2 separate regions of the Gasterosteus aculeatus genome follow, and region 2 is linked to region 1. Evidence: chromatin contacts called from public Hi-C data. All regions are on one chromosome and are shown on one strand. Each heading gives the region's core, a stretch centred on a gene start, on an enhancer-like site or on the middle of the called end of the contact. The rest is flanking DNA. Distances are from core to core; before and after follow the strand shown.

Region 1 (3,656 bases), core at 573-3,072:
AAAGCCTTCGATGGAGGTCTCACTCCTTTGTTCTCGTCCAGGCCGGAATCGATGAATCAAAAGAGTCAACTTGCTCAAATTCAAGAATCTAAAAGTATTTAAAAACTAAACAAAGTGATAAGGAATACAATTACAAAGTGAAATACAAAGCGAACAGTGAAATATTTCGCAAAATAGAGAATTCTCTGAGCAAGTCTAAAGCGACTTATCAAAGCGGCTGCAGGAATATTCTAACAGTCCTTTCCCTGCGTTGGTCATTTGAAATCTCTTGAGGTGTGTCTTCTTGGGTGCATTTGAATGTCATCGGCTTCTCCTTCAAAGGGTCTCCTCCTTCACATCGAGGTGTGAAGCTGCTGCTGTAACCTGAGACCTTCTTTGTCCTGTCTGTCCCTCACATTCCAATGCATTCAATGTAGATACATATGGCTTTATGCCTCAATGAATATAAAATAGCATGCACAGTTTGTCTTATAACTAGTACACTTTAATCACAACACATAAGATCTAATACAGTTCATGTGGTCCAACACTCAATACATTTGCCTGAATCGGCTGTCTTATATTCAGTTGCTCATCTACTACCTGACAGGAGAAAAAACTCCCAAAAAACCCTCTTTGGGGAGAAAATTGGGAGAAATCCATAAAGGACGGCAATTAGCTTCCGTCCGTAGGTTTTAACATCACATTGTGACAGAATGTTAATGTGTACAGTGTTTATATGATTTACATGACTATACTTTGTGTTTGATTCATATTGCATTCACTTCATCTAACATAATAATAACACACAAACTACAATGCTAACACTAAACATTATTACACGTATTATAATGTCCACCACTAGGTGTGCCCTTCTTGCTTAAATCCCTGTCTGATGCCATGTGATATATATATATATATATATATAAATGGGTATTTTCAAGATAAGTAAGCCGGGTGCAAGGCACTGCCCCCTTTCATTAATTACAACTTCTTATTTCTTTGAATGACAGGAAAAAGAGCCTCAGATGAAGATGAAGTATTTGTGTCATTATATCAATATGTCACATATTCAAGTCAGTCAAAGTGTATTGGCTTTCCCTTTTTAATGTCATAATAAAGACACAATGATCTTACGCCCTGCGGAAGATAAACAACTCTGAAATTAAATATTTAGCTAAAGGAGGAACACGTTATTCTGGGAAAAGTCAGAATACAACCCGAGCAGCTTTATTGGGATAAAAGCTCTGAGGAAGAAGCCACTGCAGACTGATCCCGACGTTATTAACATCAAAACCAGTGGCATTCACACACCACACACGGCCACAAACTGGTCTACAGCGCTCTGCAGAAGTGCTCATTATTATGGAATCAGAATTTACACTTGTCAGCAGGCACAAGGCCATAAACTAACACACACACAGCGCCATAAACACTCCACGACACTCTATCAGGCCCTTATCCACCAGGGCACCTGGAAAGAGGTTAGCCTCGTGATTGCATGTTGGGGGGGGGGTGCGCGCCTGAGTGTGTGTGTGTGTGTGTCCATCGATGCGGGGAATCCACACTGCAGGGTCTGACTGCCTAAACATGGGACCGGTCTCCACAGACTCGCACTGTCTTCATTGCAAACATCTCTCCAATCGCGCGCAATCCCTTTCATGTCAGAATAAAACGGCTCTGCTCTGTCGTGTCCCGGCACACACGTGGCGGGAAGAGCGCGCGTGCTCGTGTGCAGTGACCGACACAATGAGGACGGTTCGTTTCACGTCTCGCTTGAGATGCGCGTAGGAAGCCGCGCAGGGAATTCTTAGAAGCCGAACGCGGTCGTAGCAAAGAGGAAGGAAGGAGCCACGTGACGAGACCAATGGCGACACGCGGCCGCGCGCGCGGTGCCTCCTGGATGGGAGAGATAAAGCCAGTCTGCTCTCTATTCCGCTTTTTTTTCTCGTGTCATTTCCATTTTATGCAATTTGAAGCTTATTTTTTTATTTAGATTATAGGTCAGCGTGGAATGCTGCGCGTGGTCGGGTTCAGTGAGTTCATATAATATTAGTACACTTTCTTGTGTTCTCTCACTGGAGTCACAGCGCCCTCTGCTGGTTTCAACATGATTGTGTCGAGACACAACAGGTGAAGAGGGTATATAACACAATAGTACTATGACATTTTCCCAGTAGCACGGGGTAGTAGGGGTAGTAGTATCTCCATGTTTTTAGGAATAAAATGATGTATAAATCAGGCTTTGAATAATTTATTAACAGACCTTTACGGAAAACCTTTAGAGGTAAAGAGGAATGTAACTGGAAAGTTTGATAGGTGATGACAAAGATTTCTGGCTGTAATAGTAACAAAACGTATATGTGCAGTAGACATGACGTGTCTACTGCAGACGTGTTTGTTCTTCATTTTAAATATTATTAAGTTTCATAGAAATTGACATTTGAAAAAAAGAAAAAAACGGAAGATACTTGTGGGAAGGGGAGGCCCCTTTCCAGTAAACCCACACTTCCTCTTTCTGTGGAAGTCAAACGCTGCCGCATTTCACTTTAAAAACAGTCTGCTTCCTGTTTTTTTTCTGGGGTTTCTTGCCGTTCAACAGTCCTGCTAATAAATTTACACAAACTTCCTCCCCACCCCCATTCCAGTGTCAGAATAGCTCATTCTGACACTCCGACCTCCGATCAAACGTTGAGCCGTGGCAGCGGTGCTGACCGGACATGTGGTGTGACGGTGCTTGCCGCGGGTCTCCTTGTGGAGCTGTCACTCAGAGCTTCACCTTCCTCTCTGCCCGTTATCCCGCTGGCCCTTTTACACTGCCCTCCTTGTGAACCAAATAGAATAGGGTTTTATAGATTAGAATTTTGGTACTTAACGTGCACTTTAACCAACAGCTTTTTCTTTTATGTTTCAATCAATTTTCTTAACTGTTTTTAAAATATCCTTGCTTATTTGGATGTTTTTTAATGGCTTTATGTGAAGCACTGAATTTCTTTGATGTTGACATCTGCTATACACATAAAATTGGCTTGCCTATTAAAAGGTCTGTATGATATATATTTATTCACATTAAAATAAATAAAAGTGAACATTTGGAAGTAGTTATGCGTTGTTATGGAATGCTTACACTGGTCCACTGAACATCCAATTGGGCTATATGTGGTCCACAAAATTGTCACACAAAGTTTGACATACTGTGGGGACTCGTCTTCCTTCTCTAACTTCAACCAGTTGTGAAATAGCAACAGCAGTATGCACACTTATAGGAAACCTGATGTCTTAAATTAGCTATGTAACACTGTACTGCACACATGGAAGTCTTCAAATGGGCTTCATGAAATACAGTTCTTGCAATGTGAACCGCAGGGGAAACATCAGCGATCCGGTTACATTCAAGCCATCTCCTTCTCCTAAACTGAGATGTTAATGTGTGCAGAACGACCAGGCTCCAGAGGGAGCTATCCGGTTTCTCTCTCCCATGTTGCAGCATGCGGGGACGGAGCCGGGATAGCAGACTCGAGTTACACGTGGTGCAACATTTATCTACGGTAGGAAGAGCACATTCACTCCGTGTAAATAATGCCTTAGGCATCACTAGGTGGCGGCATTTCCCTTTTCTATTCTACGGTTGTGTGTGTGTGTGTGTGTGTGTGTGTGTGTGTGTGTGTGTGTGTTGG
Region 2 (3,656 bases), core at 781-3,280, 76 kb before region 1:
GAAACAATAAGTACGGAAGCGCGGAATGGAGCGCGGCCGTAAAAGCAGCGGGCTGCCGCGCAAATTCACCTGTGGAGACTCTCCTCCGGAAGAGGACCTGCCCTCGGGTGATCTCCTCGTCGTGTTCGAACGGAATGTCCCCACACACCATGTCGTACAGCAGGACGCCCAGGGACCAGACGGTGGCGGAGCGGCCGTGGTAGCGGTGGTATTTGATCCACTCTGGTGGGCTGTACACTCTCGTGCCTGTCAGGTGGGGGAGGAAATAAAAACACATTTTTAGTAACGTGTTTATTGTGTTGCGGAGTGAAAACAAAAAAGGGGCAGGGCGCGAAAGGCTTCAACGGTAAACAAAACAGTTTACTGCCGGCGTGCTGCGCGCGTGCGCGTGGGAGGGGCGACATGTGACTTTGTTTACAAACTTTGAGTTGTAAAAAATGCAGCTTCCCTCCTACAGGGGGAGCCAGAGCAGAAGCTACGCTGCCGAGGCGATATTAATAGTCCTGAGGGAAGGAGAGGGGGGGAATCGGGGGATCGGTGGGGGGGGACTGATGACACAACCTAGGAATTGCTGCCTGACTAAACCACGGCAAAGAAAATGAAGCACCGACGTTACTAAAAGAAAAAAAAAATCCCCATCAGCACTCTTCTTCTTTCCGCGCGGTGACTCACCGTCGAAGTCCGTGTAGATGGTGTCCTTCAGCAGGGCCCCGGAGCCGAAGTCGATGAGCTTCACCTCGCCGCTGCGCAGGTCGATCAGGATGTTCTCGTCCTTGATGTCGCGGTGCACCACCCCGCAGCCGTGGCAGTGGCGCACGGCCTCCAGCACCTGGCGGAAGAAGCTGTGCGCCAGCTCCTCCGGCAGCGCGCCCTTCTCCGTGATGAAGTCGAACAGGTCCTTGACGTTCTCGGGCCGCTCCATGACGATGATGAAGCTGTCCGGCCGCTCGTACCAGTCCAGCATCTTGATGACGCCGCGGAAGCCCGTGCAGACCTTCTTCAGCAGCACGATCTCCATCGGGACCCGGTATCCGTTAGGCTGCAGAGAGGAGCGACGCGCTGTTAGCGTTTACTACGTGCGCGCAAAACCCGCCCGCTGCGCAGTGTGCCGGTCGATGCGAACGCGGTCGTAAATGGGTTTTCTTACCAGCTCTCCCCAGTCGGAGACTCTGTCCTTGGCGACGTGTTTGACAGCAACCTAGCGGGGCGGAGAAGACGCGGCGTCAGGCGGCACGTTTCACAAATACCAAACATATCGCACATTAAAAAAAGGGAAAACACACGAATGCGTACTGACCGGAGCTCCGTCCGCGGTCCGCGTGCCGGAGTACACGGTGCCGAAGCCGCCGCTTCCCAGCACCGCGCCGACCTGGTAGCTCTTCTCGAACGGCTCCCTCTCCTTCCCTGTTAGGAAACACGCGCAGACACGGCCGGTCAACACCGAGCTAAACCCGAGACGTGCCGGGACAACTGCAGCGCCAAACGAGGCGCCGTCCTTGAGAAGGAGCGGCGGACAGGAGACAAGAAGGGCGTCTAACCTTGGTGGACTTGGTGCTGGATTTTCGCCGGCATGTCTACGGCAGAGATGTGGGCCAGAGAATTGAGTTTGGACAGCAGCATTTCTCACAGGAGATCCAGCACACGCGCGCGCTCTTCTTCTTCTTCGCCTCGTGCGTTATTCCGGTTGTAGGACGCTCCCGTCTCCCGCCTTCAGCTTAAGCTCCACGTTGCACGGATCAGTACCGCGGCGAGGATCCTTTCATCCGGATAAAAGCAAAAGACACTCCGGGGAATGTAGCCCCACCGAAAAAGCTCGTCCCGCCGTGTGGATAACGGAGTTCTCGTGGGAGGGAAAACAAAAACAACGCAAAGCACAGCTGGTGTCCGTAATGTTTTGTAAACAGTAACGCGGAGAAGACGGCGCGTCGAGCTAATGCCTCCGTCAGTAAAACCGGCTCTTGGAAGAGGGAGAATGGGGGAGGACGATTATATCGCAGTAGTAAGAGGGCGTCACCACCCTCCTCCCACCCAACCCCCCCACCACATGCGTCACCGGCTCTTTCCGCTCCCCTGCGCCAATAGGACTGCGCGGTGCGTCAATATCACAACGAAAATAGAGGCATGACGGGCTGGGCCAGACACAGACGTGGCGGGAATAAAAAAAAACGCGCTAAAAGAAAAATAGAGGGCTGTAGTAATAATGAATTCCACTTGGAGGGAAAATGCAAATGTAAACCCGGTGGCCCCCAGTCTCGTTTTTCCGCGGGAAAAACTGGCAGTTAATGTAAAGTAAAGTAGAAACTGGTTAAATGCCTTTTAAAGTAACCATATTTCATATGTATTTTGTTGTGTCTGCAAAAACAACAACAACAAAAAAGACGGGTGCTTTTAGTTGCACTTAAAGCGTTTATTCGGCTTGGTGAAAACATTTTTGCGCAAAGAGTGGAGTTCATCAAGTGCGTCCCCGCTATTCCGCCCCCCTGCCGTGTACCTGATTATTTGCACATTAAACACACAGGTTTACTGGCCGAAGTGAAGTCTGACACGATGACTCTTTATTTGAGTTGTTTCTCCACTGGCTGCGCATCAAAGCGCGCCGGGCGGAACGGGCGCATTCCTCTCATTCTTTCAAATTGGGTGGCCGCGTTTGCAGGCGCTCACAGGATGTGGGAAAACAGAGATAAAAAGACTTCCATTTACTCCCCCCTCCCCCTCTCTCTCTTGCTCTCTCTCTCTCTCCCCGCTCCCCCCTCCGCCCTTCTTTTCCCGCGCATGTTATTGTCTGAATGGAATTCCTCCCCCTCCCCCTCAATCAAGTTAAGTTTTCCTTAGAATTTCGTGCACAATCATAATAAACTTATCATAATGCTGATATTGCATGTCCCAGTAGTCCCAGTCCCATAATGGGGCACTGGAGGAAAAGATATTCTTAAGGAAGACAAATGTTTGTTAATTATCATTCAATTATTTTGATGGAACTTTTAAACACTTTTTAAAGTAGCAAAGATTAATTCTGTCCATCAATACATTTTTAAAAAATCCTTTTGCACGGCAACCGTGCTGCATGGGCCTGCACCAAGATATTTTGAAGACAAAAACAAATAAATAATATAAGCTGCCAAGTGGCCTACTTTAAAGACGAAAGTGCGTGCACCATTTCCTAAACTGTTTGCAGGTCACAGACTGGAATGCAAGTGATACCATCGGAGCGTTCGTACTTTGCCCCAGGGCAAATTCCTGCAAGGTCTCCTCAAATCAAAAAGTTACCACGCAAATTCACCCTCAACCACGTAACTCCAGTGTCAACCAATTACAGTTTAAAACCGCTAATTCAAACACAACTTATCTTCTGTACTCCGTGCGTGCTTGCGTGCACAAGTTGGGTGGGCTAGTTCAACTATTTTTGATGCTCTCTTGTTTCACTTTCACGTTGCTGAATTCACAGCTTAATACTGTGAAACTTGCAGCAGTAAAACCTTAGTAGTAGCAGTAGTGTTTTTAGAGTGTCGTGTGAAGAGGTGCAGAGAGGAGTGGCTTCATGCTCAGTCAGGGGGGGGGTCGGAGGAGAAGCCTGTGAGAACGGAGGGGCCCAAGGCAACGAGTGCGCCTCATGAAATGCCACCGGTGAGCGCATCTCGGCGCGGCTGCAGATAGCC

The links. A called contact is a pair of places that touch in the nucleus more often than the background predicts.
Region 2: a Hi-C map of skeletal muscle shows a contact between it and region 1, with 11 times the contacts expected there. The contact joins the promoter of pim1 here to the enhancer-like site in region 1. A contact is called at or near these places in 3 of 6 Hi-C or Micro-C datasets (blood and trunk muscle and skeletal muscle).

The regions. Positions count from the first base shown.
Region 1 is chr2:18,888,592-18,892,247 of fGasAcu3.hap1.1, reverse strand. No RefSeq gene overlaps it. Among protein-coding and RNA genes, the nearest start is that of LOC120829901, 6.6 kb to the right of the region's middle. Within about 2 kb of position 1,822, at least 7 of the 9 cell types and tissues checked have open chromatin away from gene starts, as enhancers often do.
Region 2 is chr2:18,964,861-18,968,516 of fGasAcu3.hap1.1, reverse strand. It overlaps pim1 (Pim-1 proto-oncogene, serine/threonine kinase), which reads right to left and starts at 2,030. Exons shown (of 6, transcript XM_040193826.2): 1 at 1,539-2,030; 2 at 1,298-1,404; 3 at 1,148-1,198; 4 at 673-1,039; 5 at 70-246. The coding sequence starts at 1,620.